Linked DNA regions of Mus musculus: region 2 is linked to region 1. A link is a contact called in public promoter capture Hi-C data. All regions are on one chromosome and are shown on one strand. Each heading gives the region's core, a stretch centred on a gene start, on an enhancer-like site or on the middle of the called end of the contact. The rest is flanking DNA. Distances are from core to core; before and after follow the strand shown.

Region 1 (7,600 bases), core at 3,276-5,775:
CTCCCCACACTCCCCCCTCAAAAAAAAAAGTTCAGGGAGGGAAGGAGAGGGAGAGAGAAAACTAAAACTAAAAACCTTTATTAACTTTTTAATCAACCAATCAGAATTTCTGATTCTGTCAGTTCATCCCAAGTTTCAGTTAGGAAGACAGAATTGAGAACGTTAATGAGCTTTCTGACCAGTTGCAAATTTTCTTTCTCGTTCTAGGTGTCCCCCCTTCTATCCAGCACCCAGAATCAAAACAATGCATTTTGGAGAGAGCCCAGTAGAGAGATTTTCAACCCTACAGGTAGACTGCAAGCAGAGAGGAAGAACTGTCAAAGAAATTTTGGTCTTTTTTTTTTTTTTTTCAAAATAAAATAAAAGCTTGGAGGAGCCAGTGGTATGACTCAGAAGTGGAGCACTTGTCAACCTTGTTTGGGGTTCTCAGCACCCCACCCCCAGACCCCCCAAAAAAATTCAGTGAAGGAAAACAAGCACAGTGTGGTGTTTGCAGAGTGCCCCCTACTGGGAAAATTGTAAATGACAAAATTAAAAGATCAAGTATAACCTACCTCTCTATCCAAATAGACATTTCTTTTTTTAATGTTTGCTGGGTTCTTACGCAGGTCATAATTCAGTGGGCCAGTGCAGCAGTGAGGTGGCACATCAAGAAAAAGTATCTGCCACACAAATGTGACAACCTGAGCCCAATCCCCTGAGAAGCAGAAAAAGAGAACCCACTCCACCATGTTGTTCTCTTACCTCCACATACACTTGAAGAATATGCACACCCCATGCATACGCATCACACACACACTATAGTAATAACAATAAGTAAAAGCATAACAATGATAATAATAACAACAACTACTACTACTCAGTGAATCACATATGCAGTGAAAGGTCTCCTTCCACCGGAGTGTCCAGCCACAGAGTAGCCTTCCCCACAGGCAAGTGAGCTTCTTACATATGTTCTTAGGTGTATACTAAGCATATAAGAAAAGTTCTCAAGTACACTTTATTCTCCTTTCCCCTATGTCTCACACTATGATATAACACTATATATCTTGAATTTTCTCCTAATCCAACCTGAAGATTATGAAGGATAAAGTAGACAAGACCAATTACTGGCTAAGGATTGATTGATTGTAGCATTTTACTTAAAGCACAGTTTGTGCTGCCTGTTTGCCAGGCATGACTTCACTTGCTACCTGGAACAAAATGATGTGGAGACATAGCTGAAACAACAACGCATGTGTGAAGAACTCCCTTTGGAGGGCTGAAGCGATGGCTCAGTGCTTAAGAGCACTGGCTGCTCTTCCAAGAGACCTGGGTTCAATCCCCAGCACCTGTAAAAGTAACTTTTATTCATGTGATGTGATTGTCGTCTCTAAGCCTTACTGCCTCTGTCTGCTATCCTAGGCCTAGTCCTGGAAGCTTCCAGCCTCTGTACAACATGGTGGAGTGGGTTCTCTTTTTCTGTTTCTCAGGGGATTGGGCTCAGGTTGTCACATTTGTGTGGCAGATACTTTTTCTTGATGTGCCACCTCACTGCTGCACTGGCCCACTGAATTATGACCTGCGTAAGAACCCAGCAAACATTAAAACTTAGAATGTTTTGTTTGTTTTGGTTTTTTTGAGACAGGGTTTCTCTGTGTAGCCCTGGCTGTCCTGGCACTCACTTTGTAGACCAGGCTGGCCTGGAACTCAGAAATCTGCCTGCCTCTGCCTCTGCCTCTGCCTCCCAAGTGCTGGGATTAAAGGCGTGCGCCACCACGCAGGGCTCACAGGTTTCATTCTTGACGTTTTATTTTATGGTTTTGGTGTTTGCCAGCATGTATGTGTATCACATGTATGCCTGGTGCTTTATGAGGCCAGAAGGAGTTAGATCTCGAAAAACCAAAAAAAAAAAAAAAAAAAACCAAAAAAAAAAAAAAACCAAAAAAAAAAAAAAACCAAAAAAAAAAAAGAAGCCTGTATGATATATAATTAGCCTATGATAATATTTGCCAATTTTAAGTGATTTCACCTGTTCTCAGCAGTTTTTAGTAATTTGCCCCATCATAATTCAGGTTGAAAACATCACCACCACTGTTTTAATAGTCCTTATGCTGACTCTCAACCCCAAGCAGCCACAAGTCTCTGTCTCTTCAAGTTTTCTTTTTCTTTATTGGGAGAGCTTGATTGCAGAGGCGAAACCCCAAGCCCAGCACTGGTGCTGCTTATATAGGCCTAGGAGAGGCGTGTCTCACACCCGGATTGGTTATGCATTCTACCTCATTTGCATGCCTCACACCTGATTGGTTATACTCTCAGTACCTCACAGAACCTCATTATCATGCCCGGGCCAGGCAGTGTCTTGGCAAAAAACGTTATTGCATATGTACACATTGGTTGTTTACCCAACCGTATGCGTGGTGGCCAGTGGTAGCCAGCGTCACCTTGTAATGGCATATGTGGCTTCCCACAGGTCCTGCTATCTATCTAGCCTTGAACTCCAAGTATATGTGTATTTTGTTTCTTCTTGCTGAAAAGCCATTTCATGGGCAGTCCACTGCTTGTCCATTCCCCAGTCAAAGGACACATGATGGTTTCACTTCTCGGCTATTATAAGCACTGCTGCAATGAGGATTCTTTTGAAATGTTCTATTTTGTTTTTATTTTGGTTTTTTCAAGACTCAGTTTCTCTGTGTAGCCCTAGCTGTCCTGGAACTCTCTCTGTATATGAGGCTGGCCCCAAACTCACAGAGATCCATCTGCCCTGTCTCCAAGGGCTGGAATTAAAGGCTTACACCACCACAGCCCAGCGTGCAAGGCTCTTTATGCAACTATAATTTCATTTCTCTGGAGTAAAGACCTAGGAATGAAGATCATATGGCAAATTCACTTTTAGCTCTTAAAGAAACAGCCAAATTCTTTTCTAAACTAACAGCATCGTTTTACATCCCTACTGACATGACAGCTTTTTGTTTTTATGAATCTTGAATTTTCAACAATATTTGTCACTACTTCAATATAGCCACATTAACATTTATTTTGTATTATTTTTATTTTGTGTATATGGGTGTTAGGGCTGTTGGTCTATCTTTGCACAATGGGCATGCAGAGCCAATGGAGGCCAGAAGAGGGCATTGTATCCCTGAGAGTGGAGTTAGTGATTCTAGCTGCTAGGTGCATGCTGAAATCTGAACCCTGCCTCCTTTGGAAAGTAAGGCGGTGCTCTTAACCGCTGAGTCATCTCTTCAGCTCAGAGCAATGGCTTTTTACACAACACATAATATTAATCTTTGCCCCAACCTCACTTTCTTAATGGTGACTTTTGAAATGCAAAAGTCTTTTTGATAAATTCCATTTTATAGATTTTGTTGCATTTGGGAGGTCATGTCTAAGACAAGATTGTCTCCTGTCTCATTATTTGTAGGTCATTGTTAGGGATTTGGTCTAGCTTTAACAATAAATGTCACTTAGAATATATGTAAAGTATTAGTAACAAATAAGAATAAAAGATATCATTGAAAAATATCTGAACATGTAATTTTATTAAACTAAATCTCACTTCATAGCAGTTATATAGATATACACTATCAAGTACAGCAAAGAAGTGCCTGGTACTCCTATGCATGTATGCTACCAATCTCTTGCTGAGGTATTGAGCTGTGCCAATATAATTTTTTTTAAGGGGTATCTCAGAATAGGGTAGGGTTTTGGTTGGTTGGATGGTTGGTTTGAAGTAACCCTAGGTTAGTCCAAACTCACTGAATAGCAGAGGATGACTTCGGATGCTCAATTCTCCTGTCTCTATGTACCAAGTGCTAGAATTACAGCATGCCCCACGGTGTCCCACTCACTACAGTTTTAATTTTCATTTTCCTTACTAAAACTAAGAACCAAGGCTGGAGAAATGGCTCAGACGACCCAGATTCAATTCCTAGCACCCACATTGCAGCTCACAACTGTCTGTAACTCCATATCCAGGGAATCTGACACCCTCACACAGACATACATACAGGCAAAACACCAATCAATGCTCATAAATATTTTTCAAAATTAAAAACTAAAAATTAACCAGACTTGTAGGCTGTATACTGTTAGCATTGTATAGATAAATCTAAGACCAACCCAAAATAGCGCGCTGCCTGGCACCTAATACCTGCTCAAAACGTCTTATACATTGTCCTTGTTGGTATTGTTACTGCTTCTAAGCCACAACGAGTGAAACGGCTCCAAAAAGCCATAGGACAGAAGGGAGCGTAAAAAGCAAAAAGTCACAGTCTGTGCAGAGCCCGACACCACAATAGTGTATCTGCCCTCAAGAGATGGATTTCCAAGGTCTAGCTTCATATTCCACAAAACTTCAAAGCACGCAGTCATAGCCAACCCTGCCCCGCCCCGCCCTGCTGCCTAGCCCAATCCCAAAGCCACTTCCGGCCCGCCCCCCACCCTCGCTAGCTGCCAGCAAACGTGCGCATGCGCCTCCTCGGTGTTTTCTCTGTCATTAGCGAAGCCCGACACCGCCCTACTTCCGGCGCGGGGTAAAGACCCAACAGGCTCGGCGCTCAGCGATGATGTCAGCTCCGGTTGCCTTGCTGAGTCGGAAGTAAGAACCTTTTGGTCGCTGTAGCTGTGAGGTGTCGTCGTCCCTGCCCTTTCAGGCTCCGGTAAGAGGCAAGGTATAAGAGGACGAGAGTGTTGAGGCTGCGACCCGGTTTTCTCCTAAGCAATTGCCAGTCAAGGCCCCTGCATGCCTGCTGTTCTCAACTGCTTGCCTGACCCGGGTCCGTCTTGAACTTCGACCCTGTCTAATCTGGAAACCCTTACGGTGCTCCGGCGTCCGGTGGCTCTGCACATTCCCTTCTTCTTTGCCAAGTCCCTGCTAGGAAAGGCCCGAGTGTGGGCTGTGGCTGTCTTTTGACTTATTTTATCTAGGACCTGCGCAGGGTGGGTGGGTCTCCCTGCTGCCTATGAATGTTACTGAACCCCAAAGGATAAAATACGAAGAGTGAACGACAGTGCCAGATGCCAAGGAGACAAAATGAAGCTCGACTCATAGCAATCAAACCAGTAGGGTGCGTGTAGCAAGAGGTTGACTTTTAAAGCGAGTGACGGCTTCCCAGCTGTAGCTCTTTGGATTCTGCTCGAGTTTTTCTTGGTCGAGAAAACATTTCTCAGATTGACCATAGAGTCAGACGTTTTGTGTTTAGTATTGTTCCTTTTAGGATTCTTTTTTGTCTCCTAGAGCAAGAATGGGTTAAGTCTCAATGTCATTGACTTTTTTGGTCCCAGAGACATAAAATGGGGCCCAAGATGAAATGCCAGGGTTTGTTAGAGACGGTTTTGTTTGTTGTGTTGTGTTCTTTTTTTGTTTTCGGACGTGTATGTGCTTCACTTGATGAGATCCTAGCTTGCAGATAAACGTATTGCAAGGATTTTTGTTACGACACCTAATGTAACACTGAAGGTATTTCCAGGTAGACATGTTACTTTGGGAACATTTTTAAATTCCAAAATAGAGACTTTATGGAGTACAATTTAATACAGTGTAATTTGGGCTTGGGGTAGGGAGTTGCTGGGGTTATAAACTAAGCCCTGGTGCATACTAAGTGCTCTAGAACAGAGCTACACCCAACCCCACCTTAGCCATAGAACTTGGCTATAGCAATCTGTTTTTCAGTGTTACCAATAGTTCTACTTTAAAACTGGATTGGACATGATCTTAAAATATCTGTATGCTCTCAGGAGCCAGTAGTGGCCTTAAAGGATTAGCAGCACTCTATATAAGTAGAAGCTTGAGTCAGGAGAAAATGAGAGAATTGTATGGGTCCAATGGTTGACACTTCCTAGAGATGTAGACTTTTGCAGCAGGTATGTAAAGTGAAGTTACTTACTAAAAATGAATCAAATCCAAAAGCCTTGGGGGGGCTGGTAGTTGTGCCATCCCAAAAGCTATCAAGAAAGTGGATGTGTTTCTGTGTGGCAACTGAAAACAAGGAATTTGGGTTTATTATTACTATTACTGTTTCTTTTTAAAGATAATTTTTTTAGTTTTGCTTATGTCTCCATATGTGTTTCTGTATATATGCATGCCATATGTGTGCAGCTGCCCACAAAAGTAAAGGGTATTGGATCCCCAAGAGCTGTAGTTACAGAAAGTTGTAAGCTGCCCGACATGGGTGCTAGAAACTAAACTGTGGTCCTCTAAAAGAACAGCAAGTACTCTTAACCACTGAGCCATTTCTCTTTCTTTCTCTCTCTCTCTCTCTCCCTACCTTCCTTCTCTTCCTCTCTCTCTTAATCTCTTTGTTTCTTCCCCTCTCTCACTTTCTTTCTTTCCTATTAAAGAATCTATTTTTTTATGGATGTGTACCTGTAAGAGTGTGTGGATGCCCACAGAGAGCAGGAGTTGTCAGGTCCCTGGAGTTGGAGTTGCAGGCATTTGTGAGCTGCCCTGTTTCAGGTACTGGGATCCAGACTCTGGTACTCTGGTAGAGTCATTTCTTCAACCTCTTACTTATTTATTTCTGAGTCAGGGTCTCACTGTGTAGCTCAGGCTGGCCTTGACATCAAGATCCTCCTGTTTTCACTTCCCAAGTGCAAGGATTACAGGTATGCACTACTCTACTCAAGCTGGGAAACTTAAAATAGGTAGAGTAAGTATTAAGCCAAACCAGGTATCGAGGGTCCATTTCACCAGACCTTTCTTTTCTTCCTAGGTACTTTTATTTTCATGTGTAAGCTCAATGACTAAGTCTAACCTGGATCTCCACCGAGGTTCTCAACAGGTGATCTGTGGGCCCTCATTTTTTCCTGTAAGTTGTCACATGATTTAGCCTTGCTTCTAAAGAAGGAAATTCTCTATACCTATTTTAAGTAGATACGAGAACGATGACTTCAGTGGGGTAGGCAAAACCTTGTTTTGTTTGTAACATTCTTTCTAGTCTTCTTTCTGTTGTCATTATAAACCATTCTGACCAAAAGCAACTCAAAGGAGGAAAAGAATTATTTGTGCACTTGCAAGTCACATCCCATCACTGAGGCGAGTCAGGGCAAGAATTCAAGCAAGACCTTGAAGTACAACCTATGGAGGAATGTTGCTTGCTGGCTGATGCTTTGCTTGCTTGCTTTTTTTTTTTTTTAAGATTTATTTACTTATTTTATATATCTAAGTACATTGTCACTGTCTTCAGACACCAGAAGGTTGTGAGCCACCTTGTGGTTGCTGGGAATTGAACTCAGGACCTCTGGAAGAACACAGTCAGTGCTCTTAACCAGTGAGCCATCTCTCCAGCCCCATTAGCTAGCCAGTCAAGACAATTCCCCCAAAGAAATGTCTGATCTGGGCAATCTCAAACCAGGCTTTCCCCTAAGATGACTCTAGGCTATGTCAAGTTGACAGTTAAAGCTGACTAGGGCAGCATTTGAGGTGATAGCAGGCTTATTTTCATTCTCTGTTCTACATATGCATAGGTACTGAAGCGCCACAGTGTCTGGCCTGGGAGCTTGGCCTGTTGCTGCATCTCCAGATGTAATAAGTCTGTGCCTTGAAGTAGATCTCGAGGAATGGTGTGGTGTGGCTACGTGCAGCTCAGGAGTAATCACTTGGAAGACTGAGACTGCCCGT
Region 2 (7,600 bases), core at 2,335-4,834, 1.3 Mb before region 1:
ACCTGGCCACACTCAGAAGCCAGGTATGCAGTATGTAGCTTCATTAAAGGTTCATCCTCACCACTGAGGATAAAGCACTGGCTTTCCCTGAAGGGAAGGCTCCCGTCTGTAATATAACGTTCATGCCCGAGTCAGCTGAAGAGCAACCCAATTGCCTGCTGAAAGATACGGACAAGCTTCATGTTGGTCTGAGCCGGAGCGTTGCACTCTGGGCAGTTAGTGTTGAACTGGAGCACCTAGGACATAATATAGGGGCACAGACTGAGCATCCCCACCCCTTCGAGCTGAAGACATCCCGCAGGTGGTCACCCATGTGAGCTGTGATGGTGACACACTGGACATTCGTCAGTCTCTACCCACAACTCCACTATGGTCTTCAAAGGGAGCCAGCACCACTCACTTCGTTTCTAAGGTCTTCCTCTTCCGCCTTCTCCTCTGGTGCTTCTGCCTGAAAGAACAGAGGCCCAAACCACAAGTTGGCAGATAGACCTCAGCCTACAGTAGAGCCCTGCCCTACTTAAAGAGGGAGAGAATGCCTTTGTTCCCTGTAAGGTACCAAAGGACACCTCAAAGGACAGATGGATAGAGAAGCCAAAGCAAATCCCCAGACAAGAGAAAGACGGGGCTCAAGGCTGGGTTCCTGTGACTGACACCTGCTTTGTGAGCGTGATAAAAGGCCGAGACAGGATGCATTGGATGATGGTGGCAGCAATAGCAAAGTGACTTCAGTGACTTCAGGACCCAGAACACAGGGCAGCCCCAGAGCATCCCTCTGACTTAATCAGTCCACTTACTTGGAGCCCCAGCATCTCAGCTTGCTGTGGGGTTCGGTCATAGTATGTGATCACCAAGGCATTATCTTTCTGGGGAGCATGTGGGTTTTCTACAAAGCTGTTTCCCGAGGGATCATCAATGACCTGACAAATAAGAGAGGAGAGAGTAAGATAAACCATATATAACTTCCATCCAGCGCCAGAACACACTAGAAAAATCCTGCTCCACTTTTTTATCTTTAGGTTGGGCTTCAGCATAGCCTAGCCTGGCCTATACCGTGCTATGAAGTCAAGGATGAGTCCAAACTCTTGATCTTCTTACCTCTTCCACTTGCCAAGCTCCATGGTTACCAGCATCAGTCAGTGCCAAGGGATGCTCGCCTCCTCCTTACACTGAAAGTGGCTGCAGTAGCCCAGTACTTACCAGTGTGAAAGGGGAAGCCATTTGCTTTAGGTCCTTCAGTTTGCCAATGAACTCATCAATTCTCTCTGCGATGGCACCTTCCACTGCCTGTCAGGAACAGGATGAAAACTGCAGACTTGGCAGTACACCCCACACCCCAACCCTCCAACAGCCATATCCCTCCAGTCAGATCCTTAACATCCACTTAGACTGGGAGCACAGGGACCTGAATTTTATAGTGAGACACAAGAAGCTCATCTGAAGTTTATAAACGATGCTGGGGGTTAGGAGGCGGGCTTATTTTCTTATTTATTATTCCACTGCACTGTAACTTCGTCTCAGTGGGGAACTGTTGTAACAGTGGGGAACTGTTGCTTCTGGCTCACAAAGGTATCTGCCATCACATTTACATCTTACATCACACGGGCACATAACACATAATTAAAAAGAAATTCCTTTAAAAATCCAAAATTCTGTTATGCCTCTCTAGCCAGTTAGAGACAGACAGCAGCAATGTGCAATGACATTATTTCTATAATAACAAGTACAGATATAAAAGAATCCTCAGGAAGCTGTAGAGAAGCCGAAGACTCTTCAAGATAATGTGACATTATCTGAAGTGCAGGAGGGCACACCGAGACGTGGGCTGGGGACAGCACAACATGGAGAACTAGCTCCTTTATGTGCTCAATCAAAAAGTTCCCCAACATTTGGTCTGATACAGTTTGACTCATCCCTACTCACCCGTCGTGTGGGCTGATCCTGTTCCAGGCCAGAGATCGCACGGCTGATGAGTCCTTCAACAGTGGTCAGAGCTTGTGGTAAATGAAACATGAGACAAGTGAGTGCTGACGTGCTATCACTTGTCTGTGTGACCCTCAACACTTTCCCTGAACTCTGCAGGCCTCCTTCTCCTCATCTATAAAGCTCTAAACTAAGCACACCGTGGTCTGTCTCACTACTGGACTCTTAAGAGATTTAATTAGACGGGCAGTGGTGGTGCAGGCCTTTGATCCCAGCACTTGGGAGGCAGAGGCAGGCAGATTTCCGAGTTTGAGGCCAGCCTAGTCTACAGAGTGAGTTCCAGGACAGCCAGGGCTACATAGGGAAACCCTAAAAACCAACAAAACAAAACAAAACAAAACAAAAGAGAGAGAGAGATTAACTATAACTTTTTACTCACATTAAAACATGAAAATCCACTATAATTAAATGACCAAACACAAGCCACTAGGCGTGACCTGGACCAGGCTTTGAAAGAAAATAGGAAACATCTCAGCTTGTGAACAGCTCACACACCTCACACACCTGATCTTAAAACTCACCTCCCTTCTGGCTGAAGGCTGGAATCTCAAAATCCAGCTCGGGGATCCTTGTGGTGGCAGAGTCTGTCTTTACCACTTCTCTGTTCATGTCCTGGACAGAAAGCAAACCGTTCTAGCTAAAGAGGTCAGCAATAAAGCTTGGGAAATAACCAGACCATCTCTCCATCAGATGCCAACCCAGATCTTTCTTCTTCCCGCCTTCCATTCAGAAGAGTCCAAACTACTTCAGGATAGTACACATGGTGTCAGCCTGACTACCCAGAAGGTAAGAACACCACCCACAAAGCCCAGCTCTTCCACATAAATCCCATCACTCCCACAAAATTCGCAAAGCACGTTCACCACTCAAAGCAGCAGAACCGAGGCCAGCACCACCGACACCACTGTCAAAGGACGACACTAAGGGCTTGGGACAGGTCTGGTGAAGGGCTGATGGTCCGATTGGGGGCTCTGACCCCCAGTGCGCTCTCTGAAACCGTGGGGGTACCTTCTCTGGTCTGCGCTCACCTCTTGGCTTCTCACGGTCAAGGTGTAGCGCACTCCCTGGTCCTGGATCCTGCCTGCAGACTGGATCTCCGTGTTGTTCCAGCCACAGTGTTCGCAGGAAAAGGAGCTCACGATGATTTCTCTAAAGAAGGGGATCTTGGTGAGCAGAAGTCGCGTCGTGCCCTAGGGAAGCAGAAGCGGCGTTGGGGAGAATGACTTCAGCTTGTTTACACCCTGTACGCCAGAGCTGCCTCTGGGTGCACGGCTGGGTGGTTCCCCGGGCTCAGACTCACGTTCCGGTAACAGTTCATGCACAGTGACTCGATCTCGGTGGGCTGTTGCTCCTCATCCTCGGCGCTGAGGGGCCGGAACAAAGGCCCGGTGGCTGGTGACGCAGCCGCAGCGGGCGAGGGCCCGACGGCGGCCCCCGGGTGTCCCGGCTGCACAGCCCCGCTGGCAGACATCTCCCCACGCGTTGCTCCCGCGGCGGCTTCCGGCTTCCGCGGCCCCTGCGACCTCACTTCCTCCAGCCCCTGTTCCCGCCCCTTCTTAAAGAGGCCGCAGACCCTGCGTTTCCTAGGTCAGTCTCTGACAAAGACTTCCGGTTCCTAGACTGCACTTCCGTAACTAGAGAAGACCCACACTGGGCTGGAGAGATGGCTCATCGGGTAAGAGCACTGACTGCTCTTCCAAAGATCCTGAGTTCAAATCCCAACAATCACATGTTGGCTCACAACCATTCATAATGGGGTCTGACGCCCTCTTCTGGTGTGTCTGAAGACAGCTACTCGTGAGTAGCTCGCTAGTTGTGGCTTCTCTATACGGGTAGCCTGTTTGTCCCCAGGACTCCAGGTCTATGTAAAATGCCCCGGTTGCTTTGGAATCGCCTAGGCTGTGCCCCCACGGGCTGGTGAGATGGCTCAGTGGGTAAGAGCACCCGACTGGTCTTCCAAAGGTCCAAAGTTCCGAGTTCAAATCCCAACAACCACATGGTGGCTCACAACCATCGGTAAGGAGATCTGACTCCCTCTTCTGGAGTGTCTGAAGACAGCTACAGTATAGTTACATATAATAAATAAAATAAATAATTAAAAAAAAAAAACTGTGGCCAGACCTTGCCTGGGTCCCCTCTCCTGTTATCTAGCTTCTCCCCTCCCTGACTCTCTTTCCCCCAGCTCCTCACTTCTGTCCTTTTAAACACCGCCCCTAACTCTAAATACACTGCTCTTCTTTTTACTCATTTTTCTCATTCCCCCCACCGCATTCGCTGTCTTAATCTCTCCTTGTTTCCTAACAAAACACCCTACTTTATCGGGTTTTTTCAAATTTCCTTTCTAGCGCTTCCTCTCTAAGTCTTGGACCACAACCCAGTCACATGGCTGACACTGACTCTATCTACAGGATTGAGGGTAACAAGGGTGTGGTTGCGTGGAGTGCAGCTTCACAGAGGATCTGTAGTGGGGAGGTATCGAGCATCCTGTGCAGAGAAGGCTGAGCTGGGAAGAAAGGGTGCTGAGCTGGGCTTTCCTTCCCCGCCCCTGTCTTGTTTCACTGGTCCCTGGCGATCTTTGATATCTGAGTGAGTGTGTATACGAAAGAGAGTTAAGAGTTCTTAGGTCTCCGAGCATGTTGTTAACCCTAGTACTTAGGAGACAGAGGCAAGTTGATCTCTATTAATGTGAGGCTAACCTGATCTACATAATGTATTCCAGGCCAGCAAATACTCTGTAGTGAGATCTGTCTCAAAGAGAGAGTTTTTATCAATCCCAAGAAGAGAGTCAAGCAGGCATGAGGAATCTGGAACATGGGACCAAGGGTAAGGGGATCCTTCAGGGATTTCAGGGAGAGCATGTTTCCCCATTACACACTCCATCACATGTTCTCTGCATCATGCTCTCCTCCTGCTCCCTTCCAACAAAAGCTCTCATGACAGCCCTGGGGAGACAGGAGTTCCTCTCCGTGGACCAACTGTAACAGCCAGCACCAGGCTGCGAGAATTAATCCACGCTGTCCTGTGATCCGTAGACTGTGGAACAAGACAGCCTCCTCCCCACCCAACCCCATCAAATGTGACAGCCATTGTCTAGCCAGGAGTCCTACGGCAGAACTCGCCCAGAGTGGACCAAGAATGGAAAAGAGACAGAAAGAGCAAGTGAGGGGTACAAGTGGATGGTGGGTGTGTTCTGAGACAGAGGGGAAACAATTGCTCTCAGACATGGTCCAATGAGAGTCACGCCAGACCAACAACGTTCCATCACGAGCATCTATTTCATTCCAACCAAAAGTCAGTTCCACCCTGAGAGTCAGGAGGTAGGGACTGTATGATGAGGAAGGCACACAGTTTGTTCTGTACAGGATTTTTTTAGAAGCCCTCCTTCATCGTGTGGATGGCTCAGTTCCTTATCTGGATTCAGAGTTCTCTAAGGAAATAGGGGCTCTGCCCGGTCCCATCACTGGACCCACCAGCAGGACCACTGGCAGGGACGTACACACTCCATCACATGTTCTCTGCATCATGCTCTCCTCCTGCTCCCTTCCAACAAAAGCTCTCATGACAACCCTGGGGAGACAGGAGTTCCTCTCCATGGACCAACTGTAACAGCCAGCACCAGGCTGCGAGAATTAACAGGAGCCCAACTCCAGGTTGTAGTGGCATGGGTTTCCAGCACGGTCAAGCACTGGCTTGCGGTCAGTCACCCCACACACCATCTCCCACTCCTGTCACCTCACTCTTGCTACTTAGGATTGCCAAATGAGTACCAGAAGCTGGGTTTGCAAAGCCTACTGAGTGTAATGCCCCTGAGTAGGGGAGTTGAGGAGGCTGGGTAGGTTGGGACAGCAGCACCTTTGGTGGTGTGCAGGACCCTCCACCCTCTGCCTAATAGACCATGCTAGCGGCTCAGGGTCCAGACAATGAGCTGGAGGGTTAACCGGAGTGACCCTCAGGGTCACTCAAATGACTATGACCCTGGTCTTGAAGGCCATAGGCAATATCTTCCCACAGGTCGTCCAGTCGGCTCTGCAGTCTGCTCAGGGCCTTATTACTGTCTGAGTGTCCCAGCTCAGGAGCGAAGGCGCTGTGGCTAGGCGGGGGTGGGGCTAGCTGGTGCTGAATTTCCTCTGTCTCCTGGTCAATGGCCTGAGTAAATGCAGCAATCTGCAGGTAGGTGTCATGCCGAAAAGCCTGCAGTCTCTGGCGGACCTCCTCGGAGAGAGCCTGAGGGTCCAGGGAATCTCCATCTTCCGCCCCATCTGTGCTGACGCGGATGAAGGCACTGAGCTCATCGCGCAGCTGGTCCAGGTTGCGTTGGATGCTGGTGTGCAGGTCCTTCGCCTTACGTGTGAGTTTGTGGGACAGAGTCTGCACGCAGCGACTGAGTCGCGCGGGGCTGGCAGCTGCGTGAGGAGCGACACTGCGGTGCAGCTCCTGCACGTGGTGCCCAATTCCAGTCACCAAGCGTTCTGCGTAAGGGTGGAAGAGCTCTTTGACTCGGTCGGTATGGTGCAGCACTCGACTCTGCATGTCCTGCAGCAGGTTCAGCGCCTCGTCCACGCCCCCCAGGAGCTGAGCCTTGGTGTCTTCTCCCACCACGCGCAGCTGCTCCTGCAGCTCCTGCACACTCAGGCCCACCTGCTCCATCAGCTCCGCCGTGTAGGGTTTCAACTGCTGCCTCAGGCCCTCCAAGTTCCAGCCTACCTGCTGGTGCTTCGCAGCCATGTAGGGCTCCAGGCGCGAGCTCACTTCCCCCAGCTCCTGCTGCAGCTGTTTCCGAATGCCTTCTGGGTCCTGGGCCAGCAGAGGAGGCTCCTTCCCAGGCCCTCTCAAGGGTCCCAGCTTTTCTAGGTAATTGTTCATATTGTAGAGGTCTTGCTCGAAGCTGCCTTTCAGGTTCCTGGAGAAGGAGAAAGACAGAGAATCAGGCCATTAGACTGCTAGCATTGAAATCTCCCTTTCCCCAAAGCTGTGGGACACTAATATTTTGCAGAAGCCAGGACAGGAGGAGTGGCCCCAGAGCCTGGTCTTTAGTCCTGACCCCAGCCAACTTCATTGTTACATTCAGAACACAAAATGGCATTCGGTCTTACAATACCATCCAAGAAGGTGTCACACACACACGCCAAGATTCACACCATCTTGTCATTCTGTGGCATGCTAATCTCAGGTGCCATGGGCAGGAGAAACTTGGACAAGAGGGTGCCCAAGATGACTGAGGTGTGTTTGGTTCTATAGGCAGGGCTGGTTCCTTCAGCTTCCATGTTAACCACAGAGCCAAGGGATCATCCCACAGTAGGGCTGTCTCGTGCCCTCAGCACAGCCTTGCCCAGGCTACTTACTCCTGTGCCAGCTTCTGTGGCTGGCCCATCACGCCTTTGCTCCAACTGTTTTGGCTGAAGTAGTCCCAGAGGCTCTTCCGTGCCTGAGTGCTTGCGAACACTGCAGAGGAAGATGAGACAGTTAAGGGCCAGGCCCCTCAGCCCATCCTCCATCCCAAACCCACACTGCAGTGGGCCAGAAGACCCACCTGCGAGGAGGGCGAGGGCCCAAGTGATGACTGCAGCCATGCTTTCCACGATGGCCCCTGAGAAGGAAGGTAGATGAAGGCTTGATCAGG

What was found. Capture Hi-C pulls out chosen DNA fragments and counts their contacts.
Region 2: a contact with region 1 is called in a promoter capture Hi-C map of liver, with 2.8 times the contacts expected there. The contact joins the promoter of Zpr1 here to the promoter of Ube4a in region 1. A contact is called at or near these places in 3 of 39 promoter capture datasets (hippocampal neurons, liver and pre-B cells), 1 of 484 Hi-C or Micro-C datasets (B cells) and 1 of 9 other capture datasets (liver).

Annotation. Positions count from the first base shown.
Region 1 is chr9:44,962,525-44,970,124 of GRCm38.p6, reverse strand. It overlaps Ube4a (ubiquitination factor E4A), which reads left to right and starts at 4,525. Exons shown (of 21, transcript NM_001346698.1): 1 at 4,525-4,640; 2 at 6,693-6,788. It overlaps Cd3g (CD3 antigen, gamma polypeptide), which reads left to right. Exons shown (of 7, transcript NM_009850.2): 7 at 208-553.
Region 2 is chr9:46,269,048-46,276,647 of GRCm38.p6, reverse strand. Zpr1 (ZPR1 zinc finger) reads right to left here and starts at 3,584. Exons shown (of 14, transcript NM_011752.2): 1 at 3,281-3,584; 2 at 3,009-3,170; 3 at 2,502-2,592; 4 at 1,921-1,991; 5 at 1,198-1,284; 6 at 795-917; 7 at 401-448; 8 at 170-236. The coding sequence starts at 3,451. Apoa5 (apolipoprotein A-V) reads right to left here. Exons shown (of 4, transcript NM_080434.4): 2 at 7,511-7,567; 3 at 7,323-7,422; 4 at 4,727-6,880. The coding sequence starts at 7,550. The coding sequence ends at 5,914.